Regions from separate parts of the Mus musculus genome. Here region 1 is linked to region 2. A link is a contact called in public HiChIP or PLAC-seq data. All regions are on one chromosome and are shown on one strand. The core of a region is the stretch at or near the end of the contact, and the rest is flanking DNA. Distances in the headings are between cores, read along the strand shown. Region 1 overlaps Cmtm4 (CKLF-like MARVEL transmembrane domain containing 4). Region 2 overlaps Cdh5 (cadherin 5).

Region 1 (7,060 bases), core at 1,578-4,077, 260 kb after region 2:
TCAGAGAGAAAATGATCAGTGGCTCAAGCCCTGCAAGATTCAAGAGACCCTGTGGGTGCTTGCTCCAACGCAGCCTGCAACCAACAAGTGTGTGTGCGCCAGGCAGCACAGTTAGCCCAGCGCTGAGTGTAACCGCAAAGCTGCCTGGTGACCCGCAAAGGTATGGGCACAGTGGTGAACCCCTGGAGCCCTAGCTACTTGGGAAGCTGAAAGAGGAGGATTGTTTGAGTTCACGAGTTCAAGGCCAGCCTAGGAAACAGCAAAAGAGATGATGGGTATGGGGCAGAAAGAAGAAAGGAAGAAACCCCTTACGCCGCAGGTGGGAATTCTCCTACCTGTCCACACCGCCTCTACTACCTACCACACATCATTGACGTTCTGGTAACTTCGAAATTTTCCTGAGAGGGTAGCAAGGATTGAAGCCAGCACTTTGTGCATTCTAGGCAAGAACTCTACCACTGAGCTATATCCCGCCCCATAACTTGGGTTTTAAGAGGAACTGAGAGAACACCTTTAACCCCAGCATTGGGAGGAAAGGTCGGGGCGAGGCAGATGCTGGAGGATCCCTGTTAGTTTGAGACCAGCATGACTGGTCTACAAGCCCCAGGGTTACAGAGAAAGATCCTGGGGGCCCGGGGTGCGGGGGGGGGGGGGGGTAGATGGGGGGACTACTGTTCGTTCAACAAACAGGAACGATTATTGAAGTAAGCCAGCAAATCACTTACTCGTTTGCCTGAAGGCATTTAGTCAACTATGTGGTGTTGAATACACTATTATCTGCATTCAGCAAAGAAAATGCTGCAAGATGCCACATGTTTATTAATTCACAATAAATCTGTTTTAAGTAGTATATCTGGAAGATGCCTAGAGTTTACGTCTTTGCGTAGTTGAGAACTTACTCTCCTATCTGGCTTAACACCAGGCCCAAGCTATGTCTAAAATAAATTTCCCTACGGGATAAGACAGAAGCTGCTGAAAGAACAACAAACAAAAGAAACAAGCTGTAGAGAGAATGTTTGACCAGTCAATCCCCCGCCCTAAACAAAAAGCAAGCACACGTCACTGCTCCCTCCAGAACCTCTAAGATGGGAAGGCAGGTGTAGCAAGGACATCTATAATCCCAATACTCAGGACAGTGAGGCAGGAGGAGTATTGATAACTGGGAGCCAGACTAAGCTATACTGAGCCTCTGACTCAGAAGAAACAAGCAAAAAAAAAAAAAAAAAAAAAACCACATTCATTCTAGACAACAACCAGCCTTCCCTGCCGGCAGACGCTGCCTAGTGCCAGGCCAGTGGCTGGGCAATCAGAGCATGCAAACTGCACTTCAGCCTTCCTTCACCCTCCAGCAAACGAGCATGCAGTGCACAGCCTACCCAACTTAAGCCATAGCTACTTGTAGCAGGATGTTGAGAGCGAGAGACGGCTGAGCCTCTCTGGCTAAATTCTGTACTTGTCAGGTATGGATTGGATGCTCTACTAAGACATTTATTTTAAACAGCTAGATTCTTCTTCTTTAACTCTTCAACTATGTTGATTTGGTCATTTAAAAACAAAACAACAAACAAACAAACCTCCAAGAACCAGTAATGGAACACAGATGTTTTGACAAACCCCTGATCCTGCAGACTCCCCAAGGACTTCTGGCAATCAGTCCTTCTCTGTAGGCTCCTCGCTTGGCAACCCTTGAGCCTCAAAGTCCAGACCAGCAGCTGTGGCTTTCCCAGATATGTAGTGAAGGTCCTACATGGGACGTGTGTAGGACCAGCCTGGCTGGCTATATCACCGAAACCTCCTCACCAGCCCACCTACCCATACTTGTGTTCTCACACACAGCCATGGGCAACAATGTACTGTGTTCCCTAGCTTCAATCCCACAGCTATACTCTACGAGGATCATGGATGCTTTCTGCCTCACTAGTATGCTTTTGCTTTACTGACCCAGAAAGTCAAAAACCCAAAAGGCAAAATTCTATCTACCAATCCCAAGGAGTTACCTCAGTGCAAACCCTGGGGCCTCCTAGCTGTTCCAAGACACTCACTCAGGCAGTCTTCCTGGGCTGGGTCAATGCCAGCCCTTTAAACACATAGAGAACTTGGCTTCTTATACACGGTGCTTCCTAAGCTACAGGGCTAAAAATACCTGAGCCTCTGAAATTCATCAGTCTCCCCCACAGGAAAGCACTCACACATGAGGGGCACACACACATGAGGGGCACACACATGAAGGGCACACACACATGAGGGGCACACACAGGCTCCTCCTATGGCTGAGAGTCTAACTGTAGTCACCCTGAACACAGGCTATCACTGCTGTGTTGGTCGGCATGAATCAGGTAGGTCTTTTCTTCCTGGACTCAGGACTTTTCCAAACTTTTCCAAACAATCCAGAAGACCAAAGCTTGGATGAGCTGATAATGCTTGCTGAGCAGTCAGGAGTCCTCCAGTATGGGCAATGATCAGAAAACAATGGGACCAGACCAGCAAGAAAGGGAAACACACAATTCAAGCTAGTGTCACAGGACAGAGGTGCTCAGTCAAGCAAAGAAAACCAGTACAGGAGGGCTGGGCCAGGGTAGCTGGCAGAAATGAGGACAGGGTTCCTGTCTCGGCCTCACAGGTTGGGAACAGGGGTTATGCGGCAGCAGTGTGTGACCAAAGCTACTGAAGAGAAATGAGAACCTTTCAACCACCATGGACTACATAGAGGGAAGTGGAAAGGAAAAGAAGCTGAGTCAGATGAGACAGGACCCAGAGTGCTCACAATAATGGCTAATATTTACCAAGCACTGCCCACAGCTAAGTGCCAGGCTCGACACCTCCCAGCCAGCCTTTGGTGACTGGCAACCTCTCACCTAGACTCCTGACTGGCCAGGTCTCATGAGTCACTTGGGCCCAGCCAGGCCAGGCTAAGGCTCTGAGGACATGGTCTTACACACAGCAGTGAGCATCTAACTTGAGACTTAAAGTGATCAGGGATAAACAGGAAATCTAGAGTGGGGCGCTCAAGACCGAAGGATGCCTGTCCTATGTAGGGACAATGCTTCAGGATGGAAGAAAGGGACAAGGGACAGATGGAATCTGGAGGGCCTAATAAGCATGGGTAAAAATCTAACCCTCACCGGGCGGTGATAACACACTTCTTTAAACCCAGAACTTGGAAGGTAGAGGCAGGAGGATCTTTGTGAGTTGGAAACCAGCCTGATCTACAGAGAGTTCTAGGACAGTCAGAGCTGTTAGAGAAATTGTCTTAAAACAAGCAAAACAAAACAAAAAACTAGCCTTCATAGGTCCTTCCCTTCAGAGTAGTCATCTCAGGATAAACTAAACAGTTTTGAAGTGGAGTAAAAAGGTTCCTAAATACTTCCAATGAAAATCAGATCTTGTCAGATTTGCGTTTCAAAACTAGCTGGTTCTGTGGAATTTGCACACTTCATCTCTGAACTACTTTATAACTGGTTAAACTGTATGGAACTAATTTGTTTGACTGAAAATGATTTCTATCTGTGCACAAAAAACCCAGAGTGATATCTACATCTATCTTATGGAAGAAGTGGGATGTAACGATTTTTTAATTTCCTTGAACAGTTTGTAACATCTTACCAGTTTCCTCACTACTAGAACTGCTTATATTTTGTAGTAACCATCTTTAAAAAAAAAAATCCTTTAAAACTAACGATCTTAATTCTGGAGGAGCATGGACAGTTTGTAATGGCAGGATTTAGACCAAGAGGAGAACCCAGAGGTCCCTTGGCCCCAAGGACAGGGAGAGTAAAGGAGACAGTTCTCCCCTGCTCTCCGCACCAGCCATCTCAGTGCAGGCTTGCCAGGCAGTGGTGGCACACACCTTTAATCCCAGCACTCGGGAGGCAGCGGCAGGCGGATTTCTGAGTTTGAGGCCTGCCTGGTCTACAGAGTGAGTTCCAGGACAGCCAGGGCTACACAGAGAAACCCTGTCTCAAATGAAAACAAAAGAAAAAAGGAAAAAAAAAAAGTGCAGGCTCTGGACTGGAGATGAACCTCAAGCATAAAGCACTGACCTGGTGTGCAGGAGGCCCTGGGTGGCCCCTAGTGCCCACAAGGCAGGTGTGTGATAATCCATTTACCTTGTTTATTATTACTCTGCATGCATGTGTGTGTGTGCTATGTAAGAGTTGCTTGTATGTGCCATGGCCCTCATCCTGGAGCTCACAGGACAGCTGTCAGAATTTGAGTCTCCTTCACATTGGGACCCTGGGATTGAACTTAGGCCATCAAGCTTGTGTGACAAGCACTTAGTGGCTGAACTGCCTCTGCCACCATGCACAGGTCTGAATCTCAAGTTTTACACACTCACAAACCCCAGGGCGCACACAGCTGAAGAGATTTCCAGAAGAAGAGCCCTGAGCCTGCATTTGGCTTGCCTGCCTGCCTGCCTTTTCTTTCTTTTTCTTTTTCTTCTCCCCACTGGCACTGAAATCTTTAAGCCTTACACTGTTTTTCATAGCTACACTGGAATCAATGGGAAACCACAAAAATGAAGGCTTCCATTGCACCCCATCATCAAACTGCAGCGGCAGCAAAGAAACACCCCAGAACTAGCCATAGCTTGGTGAAACCCTGACAACCTTAGGTGCCTGTTAACTCAATTCCCAAACTCAGCCGGTCCTTTCAAGTGCATGAGGGGCACGCATGGGTATCTGTGCATGGGTATGTGTTGCTGAGGAAGGAAGCTAGGGCCCTGAGCCACACCTCCAGCCTCCAGAGACAGATCCTGGACTTCATCACCGCCTATGGCTTCCCCAGGCCCCTGGAGCTGTGGTTCTTTGCTTTTAATCAGAAGGTTTTCTGAGAGCCACCATGCCCCTCAGCCTAACTCTTGGCTGCAAGCATCTACTCTGCTCTGAGGGGTACCAAAGGACCCCAGCTTGGCAGACAGGAGCGGCTCCCTCTCTGAACAGAGTTATTAGAAAGCAAACAACTCCAATAATAATTGCAGGATCCCTGGATTTCGTTTTACACGTCTCTAAGCAAGCAGCTTGGCAAAGCTTCCTATGGTTCCCCCACCGGTACAAAAATCCGTCTTCTAAGCAAAGGCTTCAGTTCCCAGGAGCAGCAGACTCCTCACAAGAGAAGTTCAAAACAAAGAAAAAGGCACTACAATGCCACTGTATTTCCATGCTTTCTCCCTAACATTTTCTGCTTAAAACTGAATCCGGCAGTTTATGAACATACATGAATTTCCCCTTATAAATTCCTTGGATTTAAAAACCTTAACCTTATAAACTATGCTGAGTAATTATCCCATGTTTTTTCTCATTCATCACAAAGTACGTATATTCATCTGCTTAGTCAGTGCCTCGTGATGTGCTAGGCACTGGGGGCACAGCAAAAACTTAGAACCGTACTCCCATGGGGCTGACAAAGACTTGGGGGGAAGGGGAGGGGACCACACACAGAGATCAGGAGGTAACCTGAGGAACAGAGCTAAGAGGGCAATCTTCACAGAGGGAAGAACAGCTGAGAGATAAGCCCAAGTGCAGCACTGAGCGAGGTAGAAGGATGTTAACTGACATGCTAGGGAAGGGCAGGAGTGTACCTTAGTGGTTCAGTGGCCCTGAGCCACCCCACCCCCACCCCCACCCCCACCCTGCAGTACCTCCAAGTCAGAAACAACAAAAAGGTAACCAAGGCTCCTGATCAACACAAAATCAGGGTTAGGAAAAACTCCAGTCAAGGGAAAGAAATGTACCTCATGATGCTTTGGTTTATAGTATACTAGACTTGAACTATAATTAATGCTTAGGCCCCCATTCTGACTTCAACCCCTCGTGCTACCACCCTGGTGGGAAGAGGGATCAGCAGGCTTGTGTAGGGCAGGGCATGCTGGAGGGGGCAGGAGGCAGCCTCTTTTAGTAACAAGTCATTCTCACAGAAACTAATCCAGTCTCCTGAGCAGAGCACTCCCTGGAAAACAGCAGTCATCCATTCATGGTGTTCTGCACCCAGGACCCACACACTTCTCACCAGACTCCACCGCCCCACTCTCTGGCACTGAGAAACAAAACCCATAACACAACTTTGGGGACATACTTCAATCACAGAGCAGCCATCTCTTGAGCAGGAGAAGCACCTGGGACTCGGAGGTGCGCATAACCCCACCCTTGCTTCTCCTCCTGGGACTCAGAACTGTTGACAGTTAGGAACACAGTGCCTCTAGGGCTGTCAGGAAAGAACTGGCAGGGCCTGGTGACCCAGGGGAAGCCATAAGGACTGACAGAGCTCATCACTGCATGTCTCTAGTGTATGGTTAAGCACAGTGCAGACCGGGGACACAGAGACCTCACATAGGTTCTGAGACGTGTTAAACAAGTCTGGGTTTGTAATGTTTAGAAACGTGAGAGGATTGCCCTTTGAAGTAGTAACTGCACCCCTGGAAATTCAACAACAAACTCCGTAACGATTCAAAAGAAGCATCCAGGCTACTTCATGAGGACATTTACAGATGTGGTCATAACAACAAGCAGACAGCGGCAACGAAGACCCGAGAATGCAGCACATGGACTCCTTCAGAGACACTTAGGTACTTACTTATGTGACCTTTCAGATACAGACATTCCAGGCCAGGAAGCAGTGCAGTGGGTAAAACCCTGGGCACACAAACATGAGGACTAAGAGTTTGGCTCCTTAACTTGGCAAAGTGCCAGCTAGAGCACTGGTTCAGGGCACAGTGCTTGCCTGCCATGTAAATGCCAGGTAGGCGGGGCCATCCACCTGCAGTCCCTGCACTAGGAAGGGAAAGAGGGAATCCCCAGAGCAAACTCCAGATACATGGGTGAGCTCTAGGTTCAGAGAGGAGACCTTGCCTCCATATACAGGAGGGTCAGTGATCAAAGAGCAAGCTAGCATCAACCTCTGGCCTCTCATGAAGTACCCAAGATTCTGCCCGTCTGAGTGTCCCATACGAAGATGATTTTTTTTTTCCTAATTTCCTTTTAAAGTTAGTTTGCTGGGTGTGGTGGTAAATGCCTTAATCCCAGCACCACAAAAACAAATCGATTTAATAAAATAGTTAATATTT
Region 2 (6,567 bases), core at 1,757-4,256:
TTAAGGGAGGAATCAGCTAAGGCTGCATTCGCTGTTCCTGCTTTAGAAGTCAGGAAAGACCTTAGTGACCTTCTATAAAGTCACATGGGTGACAACACTGATCACCTAGGCCACCATCTGCCAACCTTGGTTGTTGTGGGCTCTGAGCCACCTGGAAATAATTTTTTCATCAAGCATAGTGGTATAAACATGAAATCCCAGCCTTCAAGAGACCAGAGCTGAAAGATCAAGAATTCAAGGCCAGCCTGCTCTCTATAGCTAGGTACGGCCATTTAATAAAATAAAATGGGGGGGGGCGGGGGTGGACATTTCTTGCACAGATTATCCTATTATCCTTGCTAGGCTCCCCATGATTACACACAGCTCCACAAATATTAAGAACCCCTACTCATGAGGTGTTTGACCCAGGCCTGACCTCGGGAGTCTGTGAATTCGTTGTCCAACTCTAGAATATAACCAACAGAAGTCCTTCTCCCAAGAGCTTGGAGACTATCTTAATGAGCAGTGAACCTTCTCACCATGTCAAATGGCCACGGACATCAAAATCACCCACTCTAATTCAAAGGAATGGCCGCATAGTGGGATTTCATAGGCAGTCAGGGGGTGATGGATTAAGCATTTAAGCCCTATCTGTGAGGAAGAAAGCTGACAGCATTGAAGTCTCACCATGTCAGCTTCTTTGAATCATACCCCAGCTATAAGAAGGACCAGGTCAGTGCACTGGAGGAAGAATGAGCAGTTCCAAGCCTTAGACTGAGCACTAGGAAGTCAGCACTGGGCAAAAATGTGCTCACCACTCTTGTGGATAGTTGGAATGTAGAAACTTCTTCCCAGAGACCAATATGGCCCTCTGCCTGGTCTTATAAATAAAGTTTTATTGGAATACAGACACATTCATTTGTTTACTGATTGCCCGTGGCTGCTTTTATGTTATAAATGGCAGCACGGAATGTTCTGTGACCAAGACTCTATGATCCAAAAAGCCAAAATTATTTTCTCTCTGGCCCATTCCAGAAATCATTTAGCAACCTCTGCCTGGGCCTAGCATGGGCCTTCTCAAGCTTCTTCTATTTACAAATCTCTTTGTGCCCAAGGAATTTTTATGTAACGGGTTATATAGACATATAAAATAGGTATACAGGTCAACATTGACTGATAATAAACCATAAAGAAATTCATTTTTAGAAAATCCTTTGGTATACATGTAACTATCATGTATTAAAATGAAAGCAAATTTGCACCATAATGAAATTGATACATACTTATTTTTATATGAATAATTGTTAAGGCAGGCCTGGAGGGGCTTGCTTAGAATATCAGGACTGAGAAGGCAGAGACAGGTAGATCCCTGGGACTCGTGAACCAGCCAGTCTAGCCTACTTAGCAAGCTTCAGGCTAGTAAGAGACCATATTATACCCCCTGAAAGGTAGACAATGCTCAGAGACACATCCAAGGTTGTCTTCTGACCACCACATGTATGCACCTATATGTGTACATATACCACCTCCCCCTAACACACACACACACACACACACACACACACACACACTAAAATTTCAACAACAACAAAAAAAAACTTGGCTGAACATTTGATGGGCCAAAGTATGTTGGAGTCAGTGTTTTTAACAATAGATATGTTTGCCTATTGTCTATCTGTTTGAATAGGGTCTTGCTTTTAGCCCTGGCTGGCCTGGAACTTACTCTGTCGATCAGACTTATCTCAAGCACACGAAAATCTGCCTGCCTTTGTCTCCTAAGAGCTGGTATTGAAGGTGTGGCACCCTGGATTAATATTTTGATCCTGTGATACTCAGTGTAAGAACACTGCTTCGCATAAAAACATATTACACAATGGCAGAAGCATGTTTAGAACTATTTTATAAATGCTTGTCTTCAAAGATAAAATTCACTTAACTATTTTTTTAATAAAGCTCAAGCCAACAGCTCAAACAGAATTTTTTTTTAAATCAACTGTTCTGACAAAGTCCAATTCAAAGACACACTAATGTTGACTCCTATACGCTGAGGAATGGGTGGCAGGGAAATGTTAAAAGTCTATTTTACAAAGCATGGTGGCATATATCTTTCATCCGAGTGCTTGGGAGGCAGAGGCAGGTGAATCTCTGTGAGTCTGGGGCCAATGTGGTCTACATAACAAGCTCCAGGACAGCCAAGGCTACATAGTTAGACCGTGTCTCAAAAAAAGATATTATTAAATATAAATATAAGGGTATATAAATATAAAATGATATAAATATATTAAATATAAATACATATTTAAAGGTTATTTTCTATATTATCATATCATTGTTTCAATAAGAACAGAAAACTTTGTCCACACTGTAGTCTATACAGTAGTGTTAAATATGAGCCAAGTGTCTTAGGTGTCACTCATTGGTGTTATGTGGTATGAAAGCACACATAATGCTTAGTGTGCCCACAACACCTCCTACTGCACATGCTCTGTGTGGAGAACCAAGGCAGTGGTGAAGTCTCATGATATGACACAGGCAAATGCCGCCACACACACCATCGCCCATTGGATTATGAATTACATTTTTGGTCATTGTGCATGAAGAAATTATTCAGTGTTGCCAAATTTTTCACAACTCCTACATTTAGGCATGTGACAGGGCATGGGGTCGATGACTACAGTGTGAGAGCCTGACATTTAGAGAAACAGCATATATCAAAGAGCCCCACAAGCTGTGTGGACAGGAGTATTGCCAAGATACAGAAACAGGCTGAAGAAGGCCTTTGAGGGGAGGGCACAAGTCTCTGGACAGGGCACCAGAATGGCCTCCCCAATTCCTGCTAAAGGAAACAGGTGGGGCAGTCTGGGAAGTGTCTACTAACAGCCCGGTGACTGGGCACACGAGTTGGTCTGGCTTCCAAGAATGGCTTTTTTTTTTTTTCTGGATGATGTAAATCCTGTCCCCTGACCAGTCAGAAGGAAAGACGCACGTCTGGAATTACACAGTGAGCTCTGTGTCATAGAGGGAAATACCATTAGTCCAGTTACTGCTTTCCCAATGGGATAACTGGCCATGAATCATCCTTTGAGGAGAATGGTTAGCCATGAGGTGAGATCTGAAGGATGAGTCAGGAAGAGCTATCAGAAAGTGGAGGCCAGAGCCAAACAGGACACGCTTCGGAAGGGTAGCAGACGTTCTGTGTTTTATGATGACAGAACCTATTCGGGACCTAACATGGGGTCAGAGGAGTAGAGGAACCGCACGTGATCCCCATCCTGGCTAAAAGAAGAATGTGTACAAGACACAAACACAGGACTCTAAGGGTCCCCTCCTGGCTCTTCGGACACAATCTGAAGGAAGTACGTGTTTACCAAGGTCAAAGTCTGGAGCTTTTGTTTATAATCCTAGATGGACAATGGGAGCCAGCTGGGAGTAGCCTACCAGGGCAGGGCAGCTGTTGGCATTGCGATATTTCACCCAAACACGATAATATTAGAAAGGGGCAGAGCCAAAACTATACTCCAGTGGTGAGAGAAACAGAGAAGTTTAAATGGAAGAGCATCCAGTGGGAGTCCTGCCACCATTCCGCCAAACCATCAAGGTCATCAGAAAATAAACTCTTGGAAACTGTCACCGCCAAAATGAAAACATAACCAAATGGCATCTTGTATGGTCTTGGGTGGCCAGTGGGACATAGATACGAGGTAAAAAAAAACAAAAAAAAAGTTATGTGTTAATCAATAATACTTCACCCATTCAATCCCTCCATTGTAACAAGGGACCACACCAGTGTAAGGTGTGCTGCTGAGGTAAAGGGAGGCAGGCCCACAAGAACTCTGTGCACTGATGTAAGTCTAAGGAGAGCTATAAAAACTATCGTCTGTTTAAATAAAACTGGGTCAATCATGGTAGTGCATGCTATAATCCTGGCAGAAGATGGTAAGTTCAGGGCCAGCCTGGGTTATATAGACAGACCTTGTCAAAGGAAGGAAATAAGGAAGAAGGAAAGAAGGGAGGGAGGGAGGAAGGGAGGGAGGGAGGGAGGGAGGGAGGGAGGGAGGGAGGGAGGGAGGAAAAGAAGGAAAGGATGGAGGGAAAGAAGGAAAGGATGGAGAGGGCAAGGAGAGGAAAGAGAAGAGCAGAGGATGGGAAGGCATAAAAGAAGGTCTGTGGGGAGAAGGACACTCATGACATCTGCACTGTTCAGTCCACATCCCTTCTGTGCCTTCATGAGGATCACAGGTCCTGGTTAAGACCAGTGTCTCAGCTTACCATGGACCCTGCACAGGGAGGGTATCAGGCTACCACTCTTCTTCATTCCCTACCATCCCCGCATGCCACAGGTTACAGAGCTGGAACACGGCTTCTTGTGTTACCTGCCCCCTGTACACCACAATCCCTGCTACAGGATCTCTGCTAGTCCCAGCTGCTGCCTGGCTCCCAATGCCCACTCAAGGGGAAGGGTCTTTCCTCCATGCCCCTCCTCTTTCACCTTCCAGAATCCTCTCTGGTTCTGCCATCTGGCTTCTTGGCCTTCCACCCAGCTGACACCTCCCTCATCAGAGGCTCCAATTATTGAATAACTGTTGCACTCTAGGGCACTTCAAGAGGATCCCAGGATTGGTCCACACCCTTCTAGAATCTCCTTCTCCCCAGAAGCTGCTGTCCCTGACCTGCTGGCCACCCTCTCTCTTCCCTACCTTTTTAACTACTCCTTGCTGTGCACACAAGAGTATTACTTCATCTGATCTGAAGCGCTGCCCCCTGAGATGTCAGCCTCAGTTCTGAGAGCCAGAATGAGGCCTTGGACATCTATGGGTTCCATAGCGTGTCTGATATCTGGTAGGCATCCAATATCTGTTTTTTTTTTTTCAAATGGAATTCTGTTAGGGTCATTCTAGCCTTCTAGAAAGGTACTATTTTGGACTCATGAAATATAAACATATAGACTAAATATCCTCTGGTTGTAAAAACAAAAAAGAATACTCGGCACTCAAACTTTCTATTATCTTTGACTTGTGGGTCTATCATTAGCAGTTACTCTCATTTACCTCAGTAAAGTTCAGTGTAAGGCGCTAGGCATACATTGCTTTCCCTTAAGCTACTAATAGCGTGTGTTATACAAGAAAAAAAGCTCCGTGGTCTGAGAGGTACAGGACATCCTCAGTTAAGATAAAGCTCACGGGGGTTCTGTTCTGCAGGTTAGACACTGTAACCAAGAAGCGACTAACACGACATGATCACCAAGAAGAGAGTATTTTATGCATCATTCCAAAAGCAAATTTACTGGGACCGATCCTTACTGTGCTGATAAATGTCTGACATCTGGGTTTGCAGGGAGTGTGCAGATGTGTAGAACTTGCCAGTCCCCACAGTGTAAATACTCAGCCTTTGAGCTGATGCTGTGACATCCCTGAAGGCAGAGTTGGTACAAGATGTACATGGTCCTACGCCATTTAGTGTTGCCGCCATACTCCCACAGAAGACACAGTGACCTCGGGAATGTGGTAAAGTGCCAGGACACGGTTAGAACCATGAATTCTGAGTATCTGTAAGCCTTTGCCTCTCATATATCTCTATGAGTCACATTTCTGTTGCTGTGACAAAATACTTAACAAACGTTCAGGAAGGAAGAGCTTAACTGGGCTCAAGATTTAAAGGCGCAGTCCACCTTGGTGGGGAAGACATAGCATCACAAACATCTATAGTCAGACACCAGAAAGAGATGGATGCAAGTGCTTTACTTGTCCAGTCCATAAGGTGGCGACGCCCACATTCACTGTGGACCCTTTCATTTCTGTCAATGCTCTCTAGGAAAAAAAAAAAAACACAACAGACAACAGACACCCATCTCCAGAGGCATGTCTCCTAGACTGGTTCCAAATGCCCAAATCCTGGGTCAACAGACCATCTATGACAATGGTTTATTTCATTGTACATTCAGATAATTTCCTTTTTGATACGGCCACATTTAACAGCCAGATCATGAATATTCCCCAACTTTAGCCAAGTCTTCAAAGCCATATTGATATAAGCCAGCTTCAGTACATCACTGGCACGTGTCCCGATTTTTTGCAAGGGACAAGAGAAGCCAAGGTTTCCAGGCATTCGTTTCCAAGTGGGAAGCTGTACCCATTAGTGCAGATCAACCTTAGGAATCCAATTGGGTCCATTTTAAAGATGGGATAGCAACCACCCATGTCTTCTTAAGGAGTAAGACGCTCTTTATTCTCTGGCGGCAAGTGCATTAGTAGGCTCCATTCTAGGCATTGGGTACAGCTAAGAAAGGTCCATCCCTGCCGTGCTTGCAGTGATCTGGTGAAGAAGAACTCACTGGTAACCAGTCCTAGGCTCTTGTTTAAAACTTCGGTGTCGCAGTTAGCACCTCTACTGAGCACTACGTACGGTCAGCATACATGCATGCGTCGTTGCACGCATGCACACACACTCATGTGTGCACACATACTGCCCATTCTCAGCTCATGTTGCCTGTTCTTCCCCAGATCAAGTCCAACGTGAACCGCCAGAATGCTAAGTATGTGCTCCAAGGAGAGTTTGCTGGCAAGATCTTCGGGGTCGATGCTAACACAG

What was found. HiChIP or PLAC-seq counts read pairs in DNA pulled down with a chosen protein or histone mark.
Region 1: a FOXA1 HiChIP or PLAC-seq map of pancreatic cancer cells shows a contact between it and region 2. The contact joins two enhancer-like sites. A contact is called at or near these places in 2 of 39 promoter capture datasets (the HPC-7 cell line and pre-B cells), 2 of 115 datasets of contacts at active chromatin or transcription factors (microglia and pancreatic cancer cells) and 2 of 9 other capture datasets (embryonic stem cells and liver).

The regions. Positions count from the first base shown.
Region 1 is chr8:104,381,439-104,388,498 of GRCm38.p6, forward strand. The region is part of intron 1 of Cmtm4 (CKLF-like MARVEL transmembrane domain containing 4); the gene reads right to left. Among named protein-coding and RNA genes, the nearest start is that of Cmtm4, 11 kb to the right of the region's middle. Within about 2 kb of position 2,828, at least 109 of the 459 cell types and tissues checked have an H3K27ac peak or open chromatin away from gene starts, as enhancers often do. A contact at or near this core is called in pancreatic cancer cells, where this site is marked.
Region 2 is chr8:104,118,980-104,125,546 of GRCm38.p6, forward strand. It overlaps Cdh5 (cadherin 5), which reads left to right. Exons shown (of 12, transcript NM_009868.4): 3 at 6,480-6,567. Among named protein-coding and RNA genes, the nearest start is that of Gm29682, 16 kb to the left of the region's middle. Within about 2 kb of position 3,007, at least 32 of the 459 cell types and tissues checked have an H3K27ac peak or open chromatin away from gene starts, as enhancers often do. A contact at or near this core is called in pancreatic cancer cells, where this site is marked.